3 separate regions of the Mus musculus genome follow, and regions 1 and 3 are each linked to region 2. Evidence: chromatin contacts called from public promoter capture Hi-C data. All regions are on one chromosome and are shown on one strand. The core of a region is the stretch at or near the end of the contact, and the rest is flanking DNA. Distances in the headings are between cores, read along the strand shown.

Region 1 (4,470 bases), core at 1,634-4,133, 2.0 Mb before region 2:
GGCTTGAGGCACGTACATGGAAATCTCATGGCCTCTCTAGGCAACTTAGCAAGATTTAAAAAAGGGAGTTGGAGAGATGGCTCAGTGGTTAAGAACGCTTGCTGCCCTTGCAGAAGGGCCCAGTTCTCTCCTAACCACCCATAGCAGGCAGCCCCCAGCCTCCTATAACTCCAGTTCCAGGGGGATCTGATTCCTTTCTCTGTCATCTGCAGGCACTGCATGCACACACATATATGCATAAATAAAAATGTTTTTAAAATGAAACCATGAAGAGGGCCAGGGACATGGCTCAGTAGTAGAGTGCTTGTCTGACATGTGTGAGGCCCTAGGTTCAATTTCTACAACCACAAAAAATAAAGTAAATTCGTGAGACATACTTAGAGAATGGCTTCCATGAATTTGTGTACCTCTTCCCATTCTTTGTAATCCTGCAGGATTTCTGTTCTCTCTCTCTCTCTCTCTCTCTCTCTCTCTCTCTCTCTCTCTCTTTCTCTCTCCCCTTCTTTACCTCCCCTCATCTCCCCTTCTCTCAGCTAAACTTGAGGAGTAATTTGAAGTTTGATGGGAGGATAGAGTGTGAAAAGTAACCGAGAACAATGAGCCAAGCCAATGGGAATGTTCTGGAAAAGTCCAGAACGGTCCATGCTCCTTTTGGTCCTTGAGTCACACCCCGATGGACTCACTTTTCTGGAACTGTAAGTGATGAAGCCTTGTTCATTCCCAAAGTTGCCAGTTTTCCTGACTTATTACTAGTTTTCTTATTGTTTTTAAATCTAGCTGGATCTGAATTTTTCTATAGCTTGCTACAAAGGTTCTTCCTGTTTCAACTTGCAAACCCCTAACTAGGATGGGAAGTTTGAAGTTAAGGAGTGTAGGTAAGGAGCATGGGTATCATTATAAAGGCAATGCCTGCTCTAATAAGAAATAAACCGCAAGGCTAAAACAGAGGACAGTAGCTTATTCATCAATTAATCAACTCCTCATCCTGCTCATTACAGCAAACGCTAAAACAGATCACAGCACAGGGCAATGTGAACCTTTCTTTTTCATGAAAAACACCCATGTCTGATTTCACTCACTGAGAGAAAAAAATGTTTCCAAACATTGTGAGTAAAGTTTCTGAGCTAAAACAAATGGTGTGTGTGCCATTATAATCTTTGTAAACTTGTTTTTCTTCTACCAATTGAAAAGTTGATAGAAAAGCTCAAGTTTTTCTTTGTGACAGGCCCTGAAGTGCTCCGAATGACAGGCATGGTTTCTGCCCTTGATATCAGATATTTAAAATGTGAAATTTAAAAATAAGGCAGTTTATAACTAAAAAAAATGGCTATGTTCCATGATGTACACATTATCTGGGCCAATTGCAGCACAAAGGGACCTGAGGAAAGTCCCATGCATACCCAAAGCGCAGAGCGATGAAGAGCATAGAAAGGCAGCTTTGAGAAGCAAGTCGCACACAGTTCTCTGTTAGCTATGTGGAGAAAAGGGAGCTGGTGACATGGGAAGATGGCCTGTGAAGTTCCAGGGTCTTGGACTGGTTTATTGTTCTGTTGTCTCCGCCTTAAAAGTCTTCTCATTTCCCCTGGACTTTCATTTCTGGCTGACCCTACAGATCATGCAGTGGGTCTAGATGGAATCATGGATGCGAATGTTCTCATGTTACCAGAGAGGCCAGAGGAGATTTTGAAGATGTGATTAAGGATTTTGAGATCAGGAAATTGCCTGGGTTATCCGGGTGAGCACCATGCAATCGAAAGTCTTTATATGTAGGGACACAAGAGAGATAGGGTCAGAAAGCACAGACGACAAAAGCAGGCTATGCCACTGTGTCATGTGAGGTCCTGAATCTAGGAATTTGATTGGCCATAGAAGCTAGAAAAAGCAAGGAAACATTATTCTCTAGAATATTCCAAATGGATGCAGTTTGTTTTAGTTTTCTGGCTTCCAGAATGTAAGATAATACATTGGGGTTGTTTTCAATCACTACCCTTCTGGTCATTTGTTACATCAACAATGACAAATTGATACATACTACTGAATGTAAGTTTCCTATAACTCAGGAATATCGGTAAAGTTAGCGATTACCATTAATTGATCACTTATTTGCTAGGGACTACAGGAAGCTTATGTACATAACCTTACATAATCCCAGAACAATATTTGAGGTGTAATTAAGACCACAAAACCATCTAGAATGTGTTACATTTGGGATAGTCTATGTCCCTTTAAGCTTTTCTGTGCGTTTATCCCGATTCTTCGTTTTTCACTGTATAGACTGGGGTTTTCCTTCATCCTTTAAAATGTATTATAGATTTTCTGGTGTTGGTAGAGGAGTAGTGGAGACACCAAGCAATGATACTTCTGGGGCATGTGACATGAAGGAGGTGCTGAAGACTTCCTGACAAGATGCCAGGTGGTTTTAGGTAGCTGCAGAGGTGAGAAAAAAGGCAAAGAAAGCTCTTGGGAATAGCAAGTCAAAGATTCGGCCGGCCTGGCGAGAAAATCCTGGCCCCAGTAGGTCAAGCGGTGACAAAGAGCTATTGGCATAGTGCCTGAAGACCTGCGGGGATGGGGGTGGACAGTCTTGTTTCTCAGAGCGACGAAACAGAGGTTCCACCACCTCAGGCCAACCCCTAAAACAGCACCCACTCTCCCGCCTGCTCCTGGGTGTTTTGGAGGCCTCGTGGTCCCGCCTCATTGGCCGCCGCGGAGCCCCGCCTCAGGGAGGCAGAGCGACCTCCGAGCCTGTAGTTCTCCATTTTCAAGACCTTCCCACTGTGGGGGGGCCCCAAGGGGCTACAGGGACTACAACTCCCAGAAGGCTTTGCGCAGAGGGCGTGATCATAACTGAGGACGCCGGGGGCGGGGCCTCCTGGGATGAAGCGGGGGCGCGCAGCACTGGTACATCAGTCGCTGCTGCTGCGAACGGTAGAGTGTTCCTTGCCCGAGACCGGCGCTCAGACCCCGGGTCCTGGAGGCTCCCGGCTCCCAGGCACTGCCCCCTGCTGTCGTCGTCGCGGCGGGCCGTCGTTCCCCAGCCCCGATCGGCCGAGGCGACGGCAGCGGCCGAGGTCACCATGAGTCCGGGGTTCCGCCGGGCCGTTACTGGGCAGGGGGCGGCGGCCGCGGTGCAACTGCTTGTCACCCTGAGCTTCCTCTCAAGTCTGGTCAAGACTCAGGTAAGCCCGAGGACCAAAGGCAGGGGACGGGTCACGCCGGCGTCGCCGAGAGGCCGAGGTGCAGGTGCGAGTGGCCAGCCAGGGATTGAGAACCGCGCCGGCTAGTGCGGGAAACGTCTGTAAAGCGCGGCGGGCGCGGGGACACGACACGCGTGGTGATGGTTTACGGAAGAGGAAGATGGTGACGGCCAGTAAGCGCTAGCGGCTTTATCTTTGTGATGGTGACGGGGAGACACAAGTCTTGAGTGGTGAAGGTGTTGGGGACACAAACCTCTGACATCCTTCCCTCAGATGACAGGGAGGCAGACCCTCCATCCTCTTCCTGGGCTAGAGGGGGCATTACTTCATTTCCTTGAACTTGTGCTCTAGAGATAGCTATAGGCATTACCCGCTTTATAATTATCCACCTGTCCTACGTATGCAAAGTGGCATGCCAGGTGAGCCCAGTTATGACACTGGAGGGCCTAGGCCCCTACTGTGGGCTTCTTAAGTCTATAGTGAGGCTTGCTGGCTGGACAGTCCGGTAGACTTTGACGTTGCCTTGGTTAGGCAGGTATTACTGAAGTGTTCACTACATACTCGAAAGCCAAAGCACAGCCTCTTGCCTTGAAAAGAGATAGGTTAGCTCTGCCTCTTTTAGTGAGGAAGGTTTGAACAGGTTGCCAGATGCTGCTATATCTTGTCTGCACCTGCTGCAAAGTGCTAGCTCGAAGAGCCAAAACCGAAGAAAAACAAAAGTGTCTCAGATGGCCTGATAATGAGGGGCATGCAGTTTGAAGCAATTAACACTCATTGCTAAGAGAAAAAAAAATGATGGTAACTGTGAGAGTAACCGTGTAAACATGTTTTTCTGCCTTGTTCATGGTGTTATGGTGTCCAGCATGAAGTCCTAGAATACAAGAATATTCTGTTTGTGTCCATGTGTGAGTTCTCTTGAATGATTTGATAAAAATAAACAGCTAGGAACAGTGGCATACACCTGTAGCCTCAGCTCTCAGGGGTAAAAAACACAAACAGTAGGAAAAACAGTAGGATTGCCGCAGGTTGGACGCTGGCCTACATATTGAGATTCTGGGTTAGCCAGGACTACATAGCAAGACCCTCTCTCAAAAAACTAAACAATGAACCAGTCAGAGAAAAGAAGGAAGAAAGGGAAAGGAAAAGAAACCTTTTGTTAAACGTGGAGCTTGCTGAGTCCATCTGGAACTGAGCAAGGAATCAGAATTTTAAACAAGCCTTGTAAGTGTCTGTGATGCAATTGTTCTTTCCACTATACTTTAGTCAGGCTTGG
Region 2 (4,847 bases), core at 2,266-4,765:
GAGAGTTGGCCTCAGTGGTGTAAGGGCATGAGAGCTGGTGGGCTAACCAACTCAGCTATCATCCAGGCCCAGATTCAGGGCTTTAAGTTGGCCCACCCCAACCACCACCCCATCTATGAACTGTTAATGCACATGATGAGGCCAGTCCTGCAGACCCAATCTGAAAGAAATACCAGTAAGAATCCAGCATTGATAGGTTGCTAGGGTTGAGGACAGGGAGATGAGTGGGACTGAGGTGCATTGAAATTCACACACACACACACACACACACACACAATCACTAAAAAATATATTTAAAAAATGTTATCAATTGCATATAGAAGGAGGGACAGGTGGGGTGTAGACATTGGAAATAAATTTGACAGGATATATACATTTTCAACAACTGGTACTTTAAAGGCCCTACTCTGGGTATTTATTTGAAAGGTTTATCTTGGGTTTGCTTTCTCACAAGCATCTACGACGACAATGGAATGTGATTATTTCTATTATTTAAGTAAATTAGCACACTTTGTTCCATAAAAAGTAAATTGTTCTAAAGCACCAACAAAGAAGAAAGAACTTCGTTTTGTTTTGTTTTTGTTTTTGTTTTTTTTTTTTTTTGAGACAGAATCTCACTTTGTATCCTGGCTGGCCTGAAATTCAAGATATCCTCCTGCTTCTACTCCTGAATACAAATGAGTGTACCACATACCTGTTCTAAATTCTTTTCTCACTGACACAACTGCTTAATTAAAACCCAACAGCATTATAGAAATACACAAATTAATCCATTGAGCCTTTACATAAATATGCTGAGTTTATTCATGATACAGTCTTCAAATTACCTCATTTAAAAGTAACAACTAACAAAATCCATTTTAAAATACATTGATAATTTGAAAACAGGCACAACATGAAAATGAAGACTCCTGATTTTAAATAAGTGCCTAACTATGAAATTATCTTTTTAACATTTTTTAGTTCAATTCTGGGTGAACCAAGATGGCCTCTTTATGTTTCTTTCAACAATCCTCTTGCCCTGATCCTTTTCTGATGGTTTCTCTCCTGTGTACAGCACCATAGTCTCAACGGAAGGAGCTCTGAAAGGACCTCCTTCTTGAGCCCCTATTTGTTGTCTGATTTTTGTCGTCTCCTGGCGTACTTTCTCATAGCAATATCCACAAAGGACATGTTTCTGCTTCAGGTGACCACATTCAGGGCAAATGTCTATATTGTTCTTTAAAACAAAGAAAAACATATTAATAACAAGCAATATAATACATAATCACCAGCAAGAACTCTAACATGCTGACATTGTAGCTTTCTGAGAATGTTCGTGCTACATAAGACTATATACTAGCTAGTTCAACAATATATTTTAACAGGAAAACCAAAAAAAAAAAAAAAAAAAAATAGCAACACTGAGTTCAAATTAGTAAGAAAATTAGGACTAAAACTCAAGTTTACCAATCTGGTATATTTTTATTCGTATAGCCTATGGGTAAACTATTCTCAAATTCTTTTGTCTAATCTCCAGCTTGAGTAGAATATTTTCATTATATGAGTGTAGTGAATTCCACATTAACAATTAAAAGCATAGTCAAGAAGTTTGGAGATTTTTTTCAGAATTGTTTGTAATGATCTCATTTGACTTTTGAATTAAGAGCTCTATCAGTCCTCTAACTTCAAATAATAACCAACAAGGAGCCCATCTAAGCAATGGGATGATTCATTAAGAGTATCTTAAAACATTAAGGAAGAATTAGATTACGTATCTATCCATGATGAGCCAAACAAGATGCTAAGACTATTATAAGGCTGGTTTTCTCTGCTACACAAATACAATACCGGGCTATTCAGTGTTAGACTTGTGGAAGAGAGTGTGTATGTGCACACACCTACACCCGTTCACACATTACCTTAATTTTAATAAGCTTTTGAGGGTTTCTTCTCCTACATCGGTTAACTTCGATGGTGCGTCTGTTTTTGGGAGCTGCCATCCAAAAGATACTATCTAAAAAGCTGGAATTCTCTTTATTTTCACAAGTATCATGTGCTAGCTCTGTGAGGATGGATGGTCTCTGGACGGCTAATGCTGGTGCTATAAAACAAAACAGAGATGCCGAATCAACTCGGAGTTCCTAAATGAATACAGCCACTATTTCCTTTAACAGTCAACATGTGTAGTGTCACTAAATATACACACCTATAAATTATATGTGTTTGTGAGTATATGTGCACATGTAAGGTCAGAGGACAGCTTTCAGAGTTAGTTCTCTCCTTACGTCATACTGGCCATGGGGCTAGGACCCAGGTCCTGAGACTTAGCAACAAGGTCCTTTACTACTGAGCCATATGGCTGGCCTGACATAAATAGTTTTGAATGTTAAACACAACAAACATTAGTAATAATCCCCAGCTATTAAAATATACTAAAGCTCATATAAAAGGCAATTTAAAATACTTCAACTGGAATGCTTTCTTATTGCAAGCTACCAAAGCAGCCAGGCTACTCTACTAAGCATTTCCTCCGTATATAATCCGGGACACTGCAGTTCAGTAATAAGTAGTGTACAAGTAATCTAATCCCGAGACTCCCTACATTCACTCACATCACTGAGATGACTACAATGGTCATCTGTACCACACTATCCTGATCCAGTTAGGTCCTTTTTCTTTAAACCTGGTAGGTTCCTAAAGCCATTAAATTTTTCCTTAATATTTAATCTTAACCTGTGTTCTAAGAAAAGATTTATTATTTATGAGATTATCAAGTGTTTCACCTTTGTTTTTCTAAATTGCTTAGATCACTTCTTTACCCTTTCTTATGTTCTTCAGACTTGCGAACGTTCGTTCAATTCTTAGGACTTCTTACCACTACATAAACTGTCCAAGCACAGGCCTATTAGACAACGAATGGACTGAAATGATTATCTCAGGTAGAACATGGAGACAATTATTTATTATGCTGCGCTTGAGATATAATAAAATATATCTCTGTTCAGACTGGGCATTATCACTTTTGCGATACACTGTAAATAATACAGCAATCTCAAATTTAACGCCCAAGATACCAGGAGCTCGAAGCTAGCCTGGGCTACACAGTGAGTTCTAGACCACCCTGGCTACGGTGACAGTTTCAATAAATAAATAAATAAATAAATAAATACGAAGCTAGCCTGGGCTATACAGTGAGTTCTAGACCACCCTGGCTACGGTGACAGTTTCAATAAATAAATAAATAAATAAATAAATAAATAAATAAATAAATAAATAACCAATAAACAAACAAACAAATAAAATAACGAACCAATCAACCAACCAAAAACCACGCTACAACCCGGAAGCCCTCACCAACCCTCTTTCCACGAACTCTCTCCTTACGGACCCCACGGAGGACTGACAAAGCGACTCCAGCTCTGCTGCAGTTGCCGTTGTAGCAGCTCCCAGCACCTCTGGAGCGGTCCGGGACGCACCGGCCATGGTAGTGAAAGCAGCAGCAACGAAGGAGCCATGATCTTCTCAAGACAGAGCGGGACGCGGGCTGAGCGCATGCGTTAAGTCCGCCCACTTCCCCGCCTCCTCGCTCAGAGCATGCGCAGGCCCCTCTTGCGCATGCGCAAGGGTCAAAGACCGCTGTGATCCAAAAACTCCAACTCCCAGCTACCCCTAGGTGACTCTCCTCCAATCAGAGCAAAGAAGAAAAAAAAAATTAAAGGAAGCATACTTACTGCGCATGTGCGTGGCTGTGTTCCGACTTTCCGGGTAAAGATGGCAGAGCGCGGTTACAGCTTCTCGCTGACTACATTCAGGTATTCGGGGGACCCGCAGGTTCCATGCGTCGCAGATCACAGGAGCGCCCCAGACATGGTCCCGTGTGTCGGACCTGGCTGGTGTTTGCGTAGGAGTGCACGGTGACGGAGCTGGACTCGTAGCTTTGCAGAGTCATGTTCCGTGCCAGGCCTGGGCCCTGGCTGAGGCCGGCCGTGTTGCGGGCCGAGGGACGGGAGGCCCCAAGCCAAGCACTAAGCACTGGCTCTCCTTCTAGACTAGGAGAAGGGTGCTTTGAGATAGTCTGTTTTCAGCTGCTCTCTTCAGGTCCAGGATTTCTTTACTGGCCCGGCTAGGCCTGAGCGAGAGCTTTGTAAACCCAGACTCCTTATGGGACGTGTGAGACGTCCTTTTTCTTTTGGGAGATCCTTATTTGCTGTTAAATCTTAGTTTTAGTCTCTGTTTAGCAGCGATGTGCTTTGAAGCTCACACTGCTTTCGGTTTCGCCTGTGCTCCTGTAGAAGCTTAAGAAGTATAAAATGAAGGCGCTGATTTCCTGTCAAGTTTTTGTGGCACATGCAAACTGATAACCTCTGTATTTTGCTTGATCCACTAACAAATTGCTTTAAAACGATTTTAGACCCTTATGTTTTGGGAGAAAGAATTAAAGAGTTATATATATTTTCTCAAAGTGCAGTTAAGGGGAACTATTGTTCCCTGTTTAAGAAAAAACCATCATGGATGAACTTAGACAAAGGACTGTGTTTTGACCATTTTCTTTCTTTTTTTTTTTTTTTCTTTCCATTTTTTTATTAGGTATTTAGCTCATTCACACTTCCAATGCTATACCAAAAGTCCCCCATACCCACCCACCCCCACTCCCCTACCCGCCCACTCCCCCTCCTTGGCCCTGGCGTTCCCCTGTTCTGGGGCATATAAAGTTTGTGTGTCCAATGGGCCTCTCTTTCCAGTGATGGCCGACTAGGCCATCTTTTGATACATATGCAGCTAGAGTCAAGAGCTCCGGGGTACTGGTTAGTTCATAATGTTGTTCCACCTATAGGGTTGCAGATCCCTTTAGCTCCTTGGCTACT
Region 3 (4,182 bases), core at 344-2,843, 2.2 Mb before region 2:
AGATAGAAAGAGCCAGTGGGGATGGAAGACACCAGGAAAGCAAGACCTTCCAAACACAGCAGAAGAGACTGTGGCAGCACGCACGCACAGGGCTTCCACAGGTCTGGAGCAGATGGGCTTTCAGCACTGAGAGAGGAAGGACACAAGCCCCTGTCCCTAACCCAGAGGTATCTCCCACTGACAATCACTCACAAATCAGTTTTCTACAGTGGAGCTAACTCACTGTGCAAACCTAAGGCTAGGTCCCAATTACCATATGGACAATGTAAGATGAGCTAACTTGAACTAACTCTGTAGCATTTTTGGACCTTTTTTGCCTCATAATTCTTTGTCAGGGCATCTTTTCCCCTCCTTATAGGTCCTTTGCGTATATATCTCCGTTTCTGGTTTTGCATTTTTATAAGCTTTCTGTGTGTATAAGCAGGTATGTCTCTTTCTATATGTGTTTCTTGAGCTTTTTCTTTGGCACTTTTTTCTTCTCTTTGTTTTGTCTTATTCTGATGTTTGTTTTTATTTTGCCTATCGCCTTCGTCGTCATCATCGTATGTTTGTACCCTAAATAAGAAAGAGAAAAAACGGTGTGGATTTGGGTGGAAGGGGAAGTGTTGGAGGATCTGGGAAGAGTTGTGGAACGAAACTGTAACCAGAATATGAAAACAAAAAAGTTTTGTGTATTTTTTGTTTTTGTTTTTTGTTTGTTTTTGAGACAAGGTTTCTCTGTGCAGCTCTGGATATTCTGAAACTCACTCCACAAATCAGGCTTGCCTCGAATTCAGATCTGACTGCCTCTGCCTCCCTCGAGCTGGAATTAAAGAAGTGAGCCGCCACCTCCCATCTTGAAAAAAGTTATTTTCACTTAAAAAAATTAAAATGTCATGTTTCTAATAATAATAATAACAGAATAAGAAAAACACCACTCCCTAGGACTGCAGACAAGGCAAAGGTGATAAGGTTGTCAGTAACTGCGTTCAGCGAGTGTTTACTACTTACAGAGCAACCAGATTGCACTGAGAACTACAACTCACGTTAGGTTTGTGCCCTCCTCGGGTAGCATTAGAATTAGAAACGCGGCTTCCCGCGCTTCAGCCCCTCGCAGGCTGGATAAGTATCTCGTGAATGACCGGTTCCTGCTACACACCCGTAAAGCTCCCAAAGGCGGTTGGGGAAAAAGAATCCCAGACCTAAGCCTGAAGGCACATAGCAACACTGAGCGAGGCGTCGGGTACCTAGAGAAGCGAGCTGTAGCACCAAGGAGCGGAGGGGCGGGACTTATAGGTGGCTTTCTGGAAAGAAGGGGGAGGTACTGTAGGCGTGGCTTAGCACATTTTCGTGAGGGTGGAGCTTAAAGGAGGGGCGTGGAATAAATGTGGTGTCTTGGAAAGAGGTGCGGATGGAAGGCGGAGCTTAACTGGATGAGCGAGCGGAGGGTGGGGCTTTGAGGTTCAGGCCCTTAGAGGGGAAAGTAGGCGGGGAATTAAATGGCTGGCCTGAATAGGCGGAACTTAGAGTCACGGAGGCGGGGCCGTTGTATTGCGTTTTCTACAAAGGTGTCCCTTTTCTCTTGCCGTAGTGAGAAGCCGGAAGTTCCTATGAGGCGTGCTTTAGAGTTCCGGGACAGTGCCGGCACCATGTGGGAGCTGATCTGAGGAGTTGTTAGCTGTCTAATCCTGCTGATATTCCGAGTTCAGGGTGAGGAGGAGCACGGTGCGGCTAGGCGCGGCCGTGACTTGGAACGGGTGGCCGGGTGGGCCGTGAGGTCGTGGTGCAGAGCTGGGGAAAGCTGGTGCTGCGGAGGCGTAGTTAACGCAATTGCTGTGGTGGGTCCTGGAGGGTCGGGGAAGCAAGTTTCTGTGTCCTCGAAAGGACTGAGCGCTGTATTGCCAGAGCATGAGCCCTGGCCTGCCATCTGTTAAGGCGCCTGACGTTTCCTAAAAACTTTTCACGCTGTTCGTTCTTAGCCGGTGTTTTGAGACATCCGCCTCCGTGCAAGATGACGTCCTTAGCCCAGCAGCTCCAGCGACTCGCCCTCCCTCAAACTGATCCCAGCCTCCTATCGAGACGTGAAGTTGCCTCTCTGTTATTTGACCCCAAGGAGGCGGCCACAATCGACAGGGACACCGCCTTTGCCATCGGTGAGCCACCTTTCACTTAGCAAAGCTCCCAGAGCATGATATCGGGGAGTTGGGGGGGGGGGAGGTTCTGTATTTTCTTGCCCCCCCCCCCGTTCGCTTCCCGAGCAGTACCTTGTTTTCTTGGTAAGGGGGTGGGAAACAGCAATACTGCTAGATGTGTGAATGTATTTATAAATAATGGTATCTGAAATTTCACAAACTAACTAATATGTAAAAAGGAAGAAAAGTAAAGAAACCGAGACAATGACTGTGGTGTGAGAGGAGACTTTCAGAACTAGATGTAGTTTTAATGACTAAAAAGAAGGGCTCGGGTGGAGTTCTTGTCATGAAGTACTTTCTTTTCTCCTAGTGAGTGGGGGTCAGATTTATCCTATATGTTAACAACTAAAGCCAGTGTTTGAGAGTGTCTAACACATGGTAACAGAGTTCATGAGCTTGGGGGTGAGGAGAACAGGAGAGTATCTGTTGGGTTTGCCTACAAAGAAGTTACACGTGACTCTCCTCCTAGGATGCACTGGCCTGGAGGAGCTTCTTGGGATTGACCCTGCCTTTGAACAGTTTGAAGCGCCATTGTTCAGCCAGCTGGCAAAAGGCTTGGAGCGCAGCGTCCAGACCAAAGCAGTGAACAAGCAGCTGGATGAAAACATTTCATCGTTCCTCCTTCACTTGTCTCCTTATTTCCTCCTCAAGCCAGCGCAGAAGTGTCTGGAATGGCTGATTCACAGGTAGCTAAACCTTCATTAGTTGCCAACACTTGGTAAGCTAGATTGCTTTCACAAATTTCAAAGGTTAACATGATGTTTAGAATGTCAAGTGAACATGCTCTTCTTGAATAGGGTGCCATTAGTTCCTGTCTAGTGTGTTTAGGGTTTAGGGGGTTTGTTTGTTTGTTTGTTTGTTTTTTGAGACATGGTCTCAGTGTGTATCTCTGGTTGACCTCAAACTCACAGAAATCTGCCACCTTCTTCCCCAAGTCTGAGAAGTATGTCATTGTCTTTGGCTAGTTTTGTTTTGGGGATAAGGTCTTATTATAGAGCTCTCGTTTGTTGTTATTGTTGTTTGTTTTGTTTGTGGAGAGAGAGTTTCTCTGTGTAGTCTCAGCTGTCTTAGAACTCAGTGTGTACACCACCCTTGCCTCACACCCAGAGATCCACCTGCCTCTTCCTCCCAAGTGCTGGGATTAGAGGCGATACCACACCTGGCTCAAGCTGGGTTTTGACTTACTTTTTTTTTTTTTTTGCCTGTCTGGCCTGGAACTTACTAAGTAGATCAGTTTGCCTCAGATTTATAAATCTGCCTCTTTTTGCCTCCCAGGTCCTCAGTAGTGTGGTTATAAGTGTGTGCTACCAGACCAGCCTTAACTGCATCAGTACTCAGGAGCTGATGCAGCTTCACATTGCAGATCCGTTAACATGGGGGCAAAACGTACAGTTCCTTCTTACCTCGCTAGGTGTAAAGAATGTCTTTTAAAATATCAACCCAAATCACGTGGTATTAGTGATGTGCGCGTTAAGCATTTATGTACCAGGCCTTGTACTCTAAGCACTATACGTGCTAGGAACCAAACTCTGACCTCTGCGAGAGCAACAAATCCTGTAGATGGCTGAGCCATCACTACAGCCCTTCTTCATGTAACCTTTATTCAGCAAATGTTAAAGTGATAAAAAAATATATATATATCTGTAGGTTTTCCTTGGTTGCTATCTTTTAAATAAATACCTAAATAAAGTTTTACACAAGATTTAGAGAGGTAGCTATGCCAGGGTTTGTTGAGGAAAGCTTCATTCAAGTAGTGTTTTAGTTAATACCAAAGCTTGTATAAAGTAGATAGAAGGCAAGGTCTGCTACTATTAAAGTCCATGTAGGGGTTTAAGAGATTGCTCGTGGTGAAGAGTGCTTAGTGTTCTTGAAGAGGGCCTGGGTTGGGTTCTCAGTACTCACGTCAGAGCCACTTAGAGCTATCTGTAAAACTCCAGGTCCAAGTGCCCTCTGACCTTTGTGGGCAAGGGTATGCATGTGCTGCACAGGCTCACGTGGGCAATAATACATG

Evidence for each region. Promoter capture Hi-C pulls out the DNA fragments that hold promoters and counts their contacts. Capture Hi-C pulls out chosen DNA fragments and counts their contacts.
Region 1: a promoter capture Hi-C map of liver shows a contact between it and region 2, with 2.7 times the contacts expected there. The contact joins the promoter of Ero1b here to the promoter of Mrpl32 in region 2. A contact is called at or near these places in 4 of 39 promoter capture datasets (liver, neutrophils and pre-B cells), 2 of 484 Hi-C or Micro-C datasets (B cells and CD4 T cells) and 2 of 9 other capture datasets (adipose tissue and liver).
Region 3: a promoter capture Hi-C map of pre-B cells shows a contact between it and region 2, with 4 times the contacts expected there. The contact joins the promoter of Heatr1 here to the promoter of Mrpl32 in region 2. A contact is called at or near these places in 3 of 39 promoter capture datasets (liver and pre-B cells), 4 of 484 Hi-C or Micro-C datasets (B cells, CD4 T cells and pre-pro-B cells), 2 of 115 datasets of contacts at active chromatin or transcription factors (astrocytes and cardiomyocytes) and 2 of 9 other capture datasets (adipose tissue and liver).

What each region holds. Positions count from the first base shown.
Region 1 is chr13:12,563,000-12,567,469 of GRCm38.p6, forward strand. Ero1b (endoplasmic reticulum oxidoreductase 1 beta) reads left to right here and starts at 2,884. Exons shown (of 16, transcript NM_026184.2): 1 at 2,884-3,179. The coding sequence starts at 3,078.
Region 2 is chr13:14,609,522-14,614,368 of GRCm38.p6, forward strand. Mrpl32 (mitochondrial ribosomal protein L32) reads right to left here and starts at 3,516. Exons shown (of 3, transcript NM_029271.2): 1 at 3,371-3,516; 2 at 1,902-2,083; 3 at 780-1,219. The coding sequence starts at 3,497. The coding sequence ends at 965. It overlaps Psma2 (proteasome subunit alpha 2), which reads left to right and starts at 3,721. Exons shown (of 8, transcript NM_008944.2): 1 at 3,721-3,794. The coding sequence starts at 3,754.
Region 3 is chr13:12,393,782-12,397,963 of GRCm38.p6, forward strand. Heatr1 (HEAT repeat containing 1) reads left to right here and starts at 1,594. Exons shown (of 45, transcript NM_144835.4): 1 at 1,594-1,689; 2 at 1,959-2,132; 3 at 2,641-2,857. The coding sequence starts at 1,991.